Regions from separate parts of the Gossypium hirsutum genome. Here region 2 is linked to region 1. Evidence: chromatin contacts called from public Hi-C data. All regions are on one chromosome and are shown on one strand. Each heading gives the region's core, a stretch centred on a gene start, on an enhancer-like site or on the middle of the called end of the contact. The rest is flanking DNA. Distances are from core to core; before and after follow the strand shown.

Region 1 (6,268 bases), core at 3,628-6,127:
TTTTGCCCATCATTCTTTGTCATGGCCGGCCACTACTCATTAGGGGGGGAAATTTGACATGCAAGTCCCCCCTTTGTCCACATGCACTAATAGGTCCTCACACATTGACCTATCACATTTTAGAATTTTCTCACATAAGTCCTATTGACTAAATTCACATGAAATCAACCAAATTGAAGCTTGAAATTTTCACACATTCATAATTACATATTCTAGACAATAAGTATCACATTCAAAAATTTCGGTGACTCGGTTTAGCGGTCCCGAAACCACTTCCCGACTAGGGTCAACTTTGGGCTGTCACACTCGTGTGGCCAAAGGATATGCCCGCGTAGTCCCATGACATGCCTGTGCTTCAGGCTGTATTTTACCCGATGTAACTCCCTGACTTAGGTCACACGATCAACCACATGCCCGTGTGCTAGACCGTGTTGCCAATTTATTTTCCTAAAATTAAGTCCAATTTTCACACGGCAAAGTCACACACCAGTGTGCTATGCCATGTGCCCCACACGGTTGAGACACACGCCCGTGTCTCTGACCGTGTGCTAATTCTGAGCATTCTATTTCTAAATTTTAAGATGCAAGGGACACATGGCCAAACTACACGCCAATGTGCTTGGCCGTGTGTCGTACACGGCTGAGACACACTCTTATGTCTCTGCCTGTGTGGACGAAAATAGGTCATTTAAAGGATACTTTTCTCACTCTTTTCACCATCAACCTGCATACAACACTGCATACAACACTCTCGTATACCAATATAAACCAATCAAGTAACTAATACAAATCAAAAATAAAGTTTTAGACCTAATATATCATCACACAACTCATTTGCATAAACTTACCACATTAACTCCATTAATTGATTATTATAAGCTATTACTAAGTACAGGCATACAAACATACATATATGTATATGTACTACTCTCAACCATATTACAAGTTTATTTCTTCTTAATTAAACCCTATAAATGCCATATAAACCTTAAGTTGCATAACAAAATCTACCGGAGTTATATGGATAGTATGAACCGATGTATTGATTTGATCCTCCAAACTTCTTCAAAATCTACAAAGAATATTGAAAAATTAAAGTAAGCTTAATGAAGCTTAGTAAGTTCGTTGGCTTTAAACATAAATCTTACCAAACATACTATAACAATTCATTTAAGTAAATCATTCAATATACTATTCCTGCTAACCACAACTTCAATCAATGAATTCACTTATTTCAAATCGATATCAAAATAACTTTAAATCTTCAAACATTAATTTCATATATCACTTACCAACCTTGTCAAATCAGAGAACATCTTACGAATATGAGTACATCGTATACAGAAGCCTGAAGGCTGCACAAAAGCACATAAGTGCTAAACGGAAACCCGTAAGGGTTAAATTGAAACTCGAAAGAGTTAAACGGAAACCCAATAAGGTTAAATTGAAACTCATACGAGTTTACTGAAGCTCATGTGAGCTAAACGGAAAGCAAACACAGAAGTTCACAACAAATGCTGAACCTCGGTTTACTTGGGTAGTTTACCGTCAATTCTTTTTTTACACTGAACGAATATATTCAATCCTACGTTCTGATCGCTTTGTACTTTCACTTTAATATACATAGTTTAACAATAATTTTATTTTTCAACAATAAATATAAATATCAATCGTCAATTAAATAAATAACATTAAAATTTAACTATATGAACTTACCTGGACTAATTTGTAAAATTCGTTGTAGCTCAGGAACTATTCGAATAATTTCTCTTTTCCTCGATTTTCTTTGGAATCTTAATCTATAATATAAAATTATTAATTCATTAGCACATATATTTCAGCCTCATTCCACCTCACAATTTATACCTTTTAATTTTTAAAATTGCACATGTACCCTAAAATTTTATAGTTTTTACACTTTAGTCGCTAATCAATTAACCTATCAATTGAACTAATTTTTCTCAATTAACAATTTATTCCATCATTCTAAACTACTACACAACCTTTGATATTCAAAATTTTAGCACCAAACCCTAATTCTTAACTTTTTCACAATTAGGTCCTAAAATCAATTTCTATCAAAATCACTTAATAAAATCATTATATAATAAAATTAAAGTTTCAAATACATGTTAATTCATCATAAAATTTTAGAACTTATCTATGGAAACTTTCAAAATCATTCATAGAATCAAAAACTAATAAATTCAATAGTTGGACCTAATTGTAAAAGTATCAAAATCACAAAATTCACAAGAAATAATAAAAAATTGAACTTACTTGTAATAAGAATATAAAAAACCAGCTTAGAAAGTCTCTTTAATGGCTGTTTTTAGCTGAGAATTTTGAAGAAATCTCTAGATTTTCATTTACATCCTTTTTAACTATTAAATTTTGTCATTTTCCAATTTTACCCCTTTTAGCACTAGGTTTGTTATTTCTTATGCACACATGTCGTCCAAGCCATTGCCTATGTATCTAATTGCCTATTTGGTCCTCCCTTAATTACTTCTTAAGTTATTTAATCCCTATTTCTTTAATTAGTAAGTTTTGCACCTTTTCACTTTAGTTCTTTTTAATTAATTAACGATCAAAACGCTAAAATTTTTTAACGAAACTTTAATACTAATTCACTAACACTCTATAAATATTTATAAAAATATTTATGATTCAGTTTATAAATTCGAGGTCTCGATACCTCGTTTTCACCCCAATTTATCTAATAAATTCTTTTAATTCACAAAATTTACTATTTTTAAAAATATTTCTAAAATCACATTTCACTCGTAAATATTAATTTATTAAATTTCAAACTTACTCATCGAATTTAATAATCTCGAATCACTGTATTTGACACCACTGAAAATTAGCCTGTTACTTGAAAAATTTTCAAAATTAACTATTTGGACTGTTTTTTAACTTGTCGGAATATACCTGTAGGCAGATTGCATGTACGATTTGGATCCTTTAGTTATAGCGGAACAAATGGGTGCATGACAGAGTGTTTGCCTCGTCACAATATATTGTAAGTATGATTTCGTCCTATGTGGCTGAACTAAATAAAATCGTGAAGAAATTACCTGTTGTGAATGTGGGTTTTGAGATGTGGAGACCACCGGATGAACCTTTTGTCAAGATAAATTTTGACGTCGCGTTTCATGTCTTTTCTTCAAATTCCTATTCAGGGATAATCATTAAAGATGGTAGATCTAAAACTATCGCTGAAAAGGTAATTGTAAATGGAAATATAGTGTCGGTTTTTGCAGCTGAGGCCCTTGCATGCCTTCAAGCACTCAGCCTGGGGGTGGATCTCGGTTTCTAAAGGTGGTGGTGGAAGGGGATTCTCTCTCTGTGATAAAGAAAGCGAACTCGAGTGGTGATGATAGATCGACCATCGGGGCTTATATTCAAGACATTAGAATTGTCAGACAAGGATTGAAAAAGTGTGAGATTGTTTATGCCCCCCATGAAGCGAATAGACCGGTTCATTTCCTAGCACAAGAGGGATGGCGAAGGGGAGAGGGTCTAAATCTAGAGTATGATTACCTGGTAGAGATGGTGGCTCTGAATTGTGGTGGGGATGGTGAAGATGATGCGGGTGGTGCGATGGCTTCTGGATAACCAAAGGCTTTTCCTCAAACTTTTTTGGTGAAGGGGATTTTTTGAGGGTGAGAAGTACGATTTTTGAGTGGAGATTAAATAAGATTTTGGTTTCCAATATCTTTTGAGAACCTGCCCTTGTTGTTGAAAGTCACCCATGGTCTACACGTGTATTTCACAAGTGGGAGTGGCTCTTCTAACTAGGCTGGAATTTGTTTGCTTTGTTTGTTTCTCATTTCTTTTATTTTTTATTTTATTTTATTTATTTTGATAGGTTTGGGTGTTTCTGTACTTGTTTTTAACTTATTTTGTTTAATAAATTCTCCGGCCGGATTTTATTCAAAAAAAGAAAGAATATATATAATATTTGTTAAATTAAAAATATTTTAATTATAAATTCAAAAAAGAATGTATTTATTAAATTAAAAATATTTAAAAAAAATAATTTTAATTATAAATTAATAAATATATGTATGACTCAAATTTAGATTTAATATGACATATTTTATGTAATAAATTTAAAAAATATATTGCTATGTTTTGTCATATTTTATGCAATGATAAAAGAGTTTAATAAAAAATAATTGATTATATATTAATAAAAAATATCAATATTTTCATTTATATTAAGTATTTTAACATAAAAATATATATAAATATTAAAAATATTTTTATTGTCGTATCCTACCATATTTTTTTAAAAATTATTGTGTTACTATATCTGCATCGTATCGTATCCGTATTGTGTGTCTATGTCTATGCTTTATAGGCTGACATCAACATGCCCCATAAAAAAAAGTCATTTTTATATAAAATTTTGTATCTGAATTATTTTTCGTAAATAAATAATTTATTGGTTAAGTTTTGAAAAAAAACATAAAAAGCCTTTTTTTTTTATTGGAGTGGAAGAGGATCAGATTGGGGGTTCCACCAATAAATGTTATCTCTGTATCTCCCCTTTGAAGTTGCTTCCTTTTTCACGTCTTCTTCAATCGCACCCTCTTTATTCTTTGCTCATTCAGGGTCTAATCAAGCCCTAGGCTTTCATCTTTGCTCTAAACCTTTCCTGTACTCTCAATCTTCTCCATGTCTTAAGTCTTAACCAAAACATGTTTAGTTTCCGAGTTGTGGTGCTTATCTTGGGATGCCTTCGGTTAACTGAAGCTGAGAGAGATACCCTAAACCCAGGTGATAAGCTCATTTCCATTTCATCTGATAATCTTGTATGGCTTCTTCAGACAAGAGTACCATCAGACTTGGGATGACAAAAGCTATGGTATTATTTGGCTATGTGGTACGCCCAAGGCACGTTGACGTCAAACAACCATTCCATTTGGTTGGCTAATCGAGACAATCTCATCGCAGACGACTCGGGAGTTCTTGTCCTAGATGATACTGGACTGAAAATTACACGCACCGGTGGGAATCCTATCCAAGTTTTCTCACTTCAATCTACCTCTACCTCTATCACCATCAACACTTCCGATATGAAGGTGGTCTTACAAGATTCGGGAAATCTTGTTTTGCAAGGTACAAATGAGGAAAATAGGGAAAACGTAGTATTGTGGCAAAGCTTTGACCATCCAACTGATAGTTTTCTACCTGTGATGAAATTGGGGGTTAGCCATGGGAGAAACTTCTCACTTACTTCTTGGTTCAGTGATTCAATCCCTGCGTCTAGGTCGTTTACAATGGAATGGGATCCTGCACGAAATCGATTAGTAGTTCGGCTTAGAGAGAGGATTTTGTGGACAAATGGTGAAGATTTTGAAAATATTGGCCCTTCGGATCCATTTAATATGAATTATGATTTCACTAATGTTTCTAATCCAAATTGGAAGTACGTTTATTATACTCTTGTAATTTAGTCAATACACTCTTGAAGAGCGAAGGAAAAACTGTAGGTTAGTGTTGCAGGACGATCGGGATTTACAACTTAGAGATATCTATACAATCAATTTACAAATCTGTGATAGTAATACCACAAAGAATGGTTGCGAGAGATGGGAAGGACCAAAGTGCCGAAAGAAAGGTGATAAGTATGAATTAAGAACCATATGATATACACATAAAGATTCTTTAAATGACACACTATATGGAAACACCAATCTTTCCTTGAACGATTGTAAGGACATATGTTGGAAAGACTGCAAATGTTTGGGAGTTGAAGCGGAGAAGGACCTTGGTTGTCGATTTATTTTAGGGCATTATGAAGAAGGTGTGTTGGATGGACTTTCATTTCAACTTATAATTCGCAACTGTCCAAGTTTAATATCGCATGCTGATGTTCCAATCTTTGAACTTGTTTTGATTCGGTAGTATAGTATAAAGACAATCAAATTCATGAATACCTCTCCTGTTGTGTACATTGCTTGCAGAGTCGAAAACTTGGATATGGATTTTAATCTCTCTAGCAATCGCTCTAATGATCATAGTACTGCTTTCCACTCTGTTTTATTTGAGAAGGCGAAGGCAAATTAGAAAGGAAGGTACTAAAATGGAGGGGAATCTCAAATTCTTAATCAATTGATGTTTCAGTAGTATTCTTTTTTTTTAATGTATAATTCAACTTTGCTTTGAACAGAAGAGTACCTACTTGACTTAATGACTTCAGAAGATGCAAGTGACGTATCAGAACTTCAAACTGGAAACAATGGTCGTAATCTAA
Region 2 (6,302 bases), core at 77-2,576, 130 kb after region 1:
AAAGAAAAAGAACAAACCAAAACCTTTTAAAACTTCCGTTTTAGTTCTTTTCTGATTTTTAGTGTGTGTAAAAAGTTTTTGTAAAAAACAGAAAAAGAAGCTACAATGAGAAGGTTGTGGCTTTTAAAGCCAAGTTACAAGACTTTTCTTTTCTATTTTTTTTTTGTCTTTTTGCTCTTGTTTCTTCTACTACTTGTGTGTGCCTTTTTTGCTTGCGAGTTGCAGGTGGTTGTCAGAGGCGTGCGATGCAGGTGATAGGCGAGCCGAGTGGCGGTGGTGGCGCGCATGAGGGGCTAAGCGGCGGCTGCAATGCTAGGGTTCCTTCACTTCTTTTTTTCTGCTGAAAATGTTTTGGGTTAATAAGGCTAGGGTTTAGGTTATTTGGGCCTGTTGGGCTTGTTGGGTTTTGATTGGGCTATTGGGTTTAATATGTAAGTAGACATTAATTTTGGGCTATTTAATTATTTGTTTAGGTTTATTGTTTTTTTTTGTTTTGTTGACTTGGGCCAAAATTGGCTATTACAATACACTTTGAAGCTTTCGCTAATTTCTCATAAATTCATTTTTTTTATCCTTATGCACTGACAATGTCCCATAGATGTAGGAAGTTTTTTAACTATGGAGACTTTGTTCTGGTGTCCATCTCGTTTTTCTTATTAGTAGTTACTTTATTAGTTGCAACTAAGCAAATAGTTGATAAGAAAAAATCAAGTAACTTTCAAGTTATTACATTAGAAATAAAAATACTTATAAAACTTTAGAATCATATAAATCCATCTAAGATTGCTCGACCTAAACCAATACAAATCTAAAATAATCTGAGCACAAAATATTTGAATTTAAGAGGGTTTGAGAATAATAAAATTTAAGCCTGAAAAAGACCAAGCTCAAAAAATTCCCATCCTAAATTAATTTAAACCCAAAATAATGTAAATTTAAAGAAAACTCAATTTGAACCCATTCAAACATGTTTGCCACCACTCCTTTTTCCCATTTTGAAATGAAGAACAAATTTTAATGTAACTTTAATGGCTACAATATCTTACAAATTCCTCTATTTTAGAGATCATATCAATTTTTTATTTTTATTTGCAATTCAATTTCAAATAATAAAAAATTGGACTATAAAAGCTTCTAAAATATGAAGTTTAATAAAAATTAAATAATATTTTTAAATAGTAAAATGTGAATTCTATTAAAATTTGGTCTTATACAAGAATTAAATTAATGTTTTTAATAGTAAAAAACGTAATTTGATAAAATTCCAATAATAAAATTAGCTGGTAATTACTTTTTCCAAATTTAATCACCATTGAGATATTTTTTAAAATAAAAAGGATAAATGAGAGGGAGAGAAGTGATTAAAAGGGCTATTTTTCATCCTTATGTTGAACTATGGTTGAATAATTAGAAGAGATGAGTGATAGATTATGTTGAGCGAAAACCATTTATTTTAGTGACCTAGCTTGAAGGACAACCTCCCAATCAAAATTGTGGAATTCCAAAAAAAGAGGCTCACCATCCACTCCTACTTTTTGTACCTTTAGATTCTTGCTGCTTAGTTCCCATTTCTTTCTTCCATCGGATTCCTTGATCGAGAAGCAGCAATTGAAGCATGGAAGGGGGATTAACTCATGATGCAATCAAGATTGGTAAAAACCTGACCATTCTTTGCATAAACAACTCATTTAAGAAAATCCCAGCAAAGAGTATATGGCTCAGTGGTAACCCTCTCGTCAGCCCCACCACTCTTCTCATGTTTCAGCTCTCTAGCATTTCAACGGTCTCACTTCTCATCAATGTTTGTTTCAAGCCTTTAGGACAATCATCCTTAGTCTCGCAGATTTTTGTATGTTATTTTTCTTTTCAATTCTAACATTAAGTTACTTAAATGTATCATATACTTATTTACTTACATTTATAATTAACATCAGGTTCTAAACACTTGTGTTAACCAAAAACCCAGGGTGGAATGATATTTGGCCCATCAATTCTTGGCCACAGCCAAGACGTAGCCGACACCGTTTTCCCGATCCATAGCCGAGCTATAATGGATGTGTTCTCAGGATTCGGCATTATGTTCTTCTTCTTCGAAGTTGGAGTAAAGATTGACCCGTACCTGATGGTGTGTCCGGGACGAATGGCTGCAGTTATAGGCGCTTCGGCTCTCATCATTACGACGGGTCTTTCAATTGGACTTGCTGTTTTCTTAAAGACGTCCGTCACCATGAGTACCTCCCTCCAGAACTCGTTGATACTTGTAGCATCATCTCAATCTTTAACAGCTTTCCCTGTAATTTCTACACTGCTAGACGAGCTCAAGATTATAAACACTGATGTCGGTCGAATTGCTCTCTCTTCCTCCATGTTTTCCTTTTTAATCGGTTTTTCGACGACTTCGATTCTTTTCTCCATCAAACAAGCCAATTCCCATCATATTTACAGTTTTCTACCACCCTTTCTTTCCGTAGTTGCATTTGTAGCCACCAACTTTTTAATTCTTCGTCCCAAGTTAAAGAAGATGTTTACTCAAGCAGTGGGTCCAAAATCTATTGATGAGAAGACCATAGCATCTATATTCATCCTAGTCATGGTGTCGGCATTCATTAGCGAGGTAATCGGGCAGCATTACATCTTCGGACCATTACTTTTAGGCCTGGCTGTGCCTGATGGACCGCCTTTAGGCGCAGCTATATCGTCCAAGCTAGCTTCTCTCGGGTTAGCCTTTTTCTATCCAGCCTACTGCGCTGTCACCGGCCTGCAAACAAATGTCTTCGACGTCGATTTAGAAACTTACTACATTATCGGGATCATCATCATCTTTACTTTCGTTGTCAAGCTTATAGCAGTGATATTACCAGCTCTCTGCTTCAATTTGCCCATCAAAGAAGCAGTTGTGCTTGCACTGATTCTAAACGCAAGAGGCATTGTTGAACTTACTTTCGTCAATCTTTGGAAGGACGGAAAGGTTCGTTATAGACCCTTAGTTTTCACTACTTAATGATTTTAACATCCTTTAAGTTAACCTAAAGCGTCCGTTTTTTCGATTGCAGCAAATCGGAAATCAATCATTTACACTGGTAACGGTCTCGGTATTGGTAGTGACCGCGATTATAACTCCGTTGGTACGAATGTTGTATGATCCGACGAAGCAATGTGTTTCAGAAAAGAGGAGTACCATCCATCATTCCAACAGTAATTTAGAGTTTCGTATCCTGGTTTGCATCCATAACCCTGAAAATATCCCAACAATAATGAACATCCTTGAAGTAACCCATGCCAGTGAAATGAACCCCGTTGCGGTCACAGCTATGGTCCTAATTGAACTTGTGGGAAGATCAACCCCGGTCCTCGTACGGACTGACAAGCATCGCGGAGAAACGCCATTGTTGGCAGACCAAGTACTCAATTCCCTGATCCAGTACGAGGCACGCAATGAAGGCTGCACCACTGTTCAATCATACACATCAATGTCACAATTTCAGACAATGCACGATGATATCTGTCGTATAGCAATCGACAAGCGTGCCAACGTATTGATCCTGCCTTTCCACAAGAAATGGGCTATAAGTGGGAAGATCGAGTCCACCAGTAGTCCCATACAAAACTTGAACATCAATGTCCTAAACAAGGCACCATGTTCGGTTGGAATCCTTATAGACAGGGGAATCCTAACTGGTTTCACGTCGGTCCGGACATCCCAGTTGAAATTCCACGTCGCCGTCCTCTTCCTAAGCGGGTCCGATGACTTGGAAGCGCTAGCTTACAGCTTCCGAATGGGGAAACATGAACGCGTTCATCTAACCATCATCCGTTTACTCGTTTCCGGAGACGAAAACGCGAAAGACTTTAAGTTCGACAACAATGTGATCCATGAATATCGACAAGCTAACAAGGAAAATGATCGTATTACGTATGAAGAAAGGGTATTAACAGATGGGTTATGCTTATCTTCGTATATGAGTTCAAACCTAGAACATTATAATTTGATTTTAGTAGGGAAAACCCACCAAGATTCACCACTGCTCCATGGACTTGGAGAGTGGAACGAGTGCCCGGAGCTTGGGGTGATGGGCGACATGCTTGCTTCGCCATATTTGAAGACCAAAGCGTCGGTGTTAGTGATTCAGCAACATAAGTTACGAGGGAAGCTGCTGGGCAAAAACATGAGATTTCTAAGGAGTAAAAGTAGTTCAATTTATCCAGAATTGCCAACCAAAATTATTTGTCAGGGAGCCAAGACTGATTCCTTTTATATTTCAGTCGATGGATCTCGTCATTCTTATTAGATACTTTTCACACACACACACACATCGAAAACGTTGCATTTATGTATTTATTTGTTGTTGTTTTTTAATTTGTTAGGGTTTAGTAATTTGAGCTAATAGCTGAGTCTGACAGCTTAGCATTTTAATATGCCATTCTTGGAATGTCCGATGTATGTACATAGCTTGTTTTGATGAACTGTGAATTAAAATTAAATTCTAGGACTTGTTGGTAATTCAACTACAGCACATGTGCCAACAACCTCCAGCTTCTACAAATTCCTCCACTTTTTATTTTATTTTATCGGTTTGCTAAGCTAATAAAAGAAAATAAGTCTCATGTATATTCTTATTTAATATTGCGGATAATAAGAACCAAGCTGGTTACATGATGGGTAATAGAAGAAGAGGAAAAAGAAACTAATAGTTGGACAATAGTGATGATTAATGGTTCACAAAACTTGAAAGATTTTAGAAAGAAATTCAGAAGGAAAAACGTATCGAAAATTGCCAATAAATCTATTTTAACGGAGATGTTATATATCCAAAAAAAAATAGCGAGGAGGTTGACTCCATTGCTCTTTAGAGAGACATCATCAAGGAGGTTGAAGAAGCTTGAGTTGTGGGTAAGCAGTTATATCTTAATGTAGTCGAGTAGAATAAAAGGTAATTGCAAAACTGGAAATTATTATATTGACAGGAAGGCCATAAAGATTTGAAGTAGCATTTTTCACAAGTGAGATGAAAATATATGAAGCTACTTAATAACAAGTTTCAAGATTAATCTTACGTTTTATTAAGATTATGTCCCAAGAAGATTTTTCAATATATTTGACTTGTGTGTCGGTGTGCGTTTGACTTGTGTAACAGTCAATATATGAAGCATTTTTCATTCTTGTTGAGGAGAGTTTCCTTTAGACACAGGTGTTTTACAATTTGTTTGATCTTCTTGTTCCAATAAAAATATTACTCAACTTTTGATTAGTTTTACTCTATTAAATTTTTTAAAATAGTTTCTAATTATATTGTAAACATATATCATTTAAAAATTAAATATATAATCTTATAGAATAAACATAACAGAAATATGTTTAATTGTTCATATTTAAGAAATTTAAAAAATAAAAATAAAAACATATAATACATGTTCAACCATTTTTAGGTTCGGGGGGGGGGGGTGGATGAATGAATCTGAACAGGCTTCAATTATCCATTTATAAACATGGTGAGGCCTAAACAAAATTTAAAGCATATATTTTGGTGATAATAAACCAGACTCAGACAGGGCTCTCTCATAATTGCAAAAATGTCTGAAAGCTTAGTATACAAAAATTGATGATAATAAAGTTTAACTGATACAATTGATAAGCCTATGCTGGATCTTAAACAATTATTCCATAATTTCCTGGGAATTTAACTGACTGGCAACATTAATTACAAATATCACTAGCTACATCAACATTGTGCCTGCTGGCATCAAAATACAGAACAAATGCAAGGATGTGAGGAGAAAAGGACATAATCTCTGCAAAAAGGTACCCTAGATACGCTGGAGAGATCAATTGATGGGATGGAATGATGGCAAGACTGCAATAAGAGCGTCTCCATAACCAACGCCATCTGTGCAACGCAAGCAGCCGAAACAAAGGCAATAGATCACATGTCAGTCTTGTTTTAGATTCAAGAATAAAACCATTTGTCGCAATTGTCCAGGTTTAGTTTTAGCCATTTCGGCATTGCATCAAACAAAAGCACTGTAAACATTTTATAAAGAGAGACGAATCTACACATTAAGATATACAAATAAATATGAAATGCAGATAATTTTATACCTCCATCATCGAAGAGGAGCCTTAAGACTTCTCCAGCAACATCCGACTGTTTGACAAATCAAAAACTCAGTCACACACCATTAAACACTTTAGAAAAGCTATTAACTAACAAATGAAAATAATTTGAATTCACCTTAACAGGAAGTTCGGTACCAAATTGATCCAAGAATCCTATTACTTGTCCTTCTTTGATCAAATCACCCTG

Evidence for each region. A called contact is a pair of places that touch in the nucleus more often than the background predicts.
Region 2: a Hi-C map of leaf shows a contact between it and region 1, with 4 times the contacts expected there. The contact joins the promoter of LOC107962134 here to the promoter of LOC107955759 in region 1. A contact is called at or near these places in 8 of 34 Hi-C or Micro-C datasets (callus and leaf).

Annotation. Positions count from the first base shown.
Region 1 is chrA06:119,948,605-119,954,872 of Gossypium_hirsutum_v2.1, forward strand. LOC107955759 reads left to right here and starts at 4,878. Exons shown (of 7, transcript XM_041116025.1): 1 at 4,878-5,818; 2 at 5,979-6,089; 3 at 6,185-6,268. LOC121230718 (a long non-coding RNA gene) reads right to left here and starts at 3,822. Exons shown (of 5, transcript XR_005928860.1): 1 at 3,547-3,822; 2 at 3,081-3,177; 3 at 1,717-1,799; 4 at 1,012-1,072.
Region 2 is chrA06:120,080,653-120,086,954 of Gossypium_hirsutum_v2.1, forward strand. It overlaps LOC107962134 (cation/H(+) antiporter 15), which reads left to right and starts at 1,327. Exons shown (of 3, transcript XM_041116028.1): 1 at 1,327-1,849; 2 at 1,967-2,968; 3 at 3,054-4,482. The coding sequence starts at 1,616. The coding sequence ends at 4,289. LOC107962135 (a long non-coding RNA gene) reads left to right here. Exons shown (of 2, transcript XR_001701522.2): 2 at 226-547. It overlaps LOC107962133 (biotin carboxyl carrier protein of acetyl-CoA carboxylase), which reads right to left. Exons shown (of 9, transcript XM_041116031.1): 7 at 6,231-6,299; 8 at 6,098-6,143; 9 at 5,564-5,885. The coding sequence ends at 5,824.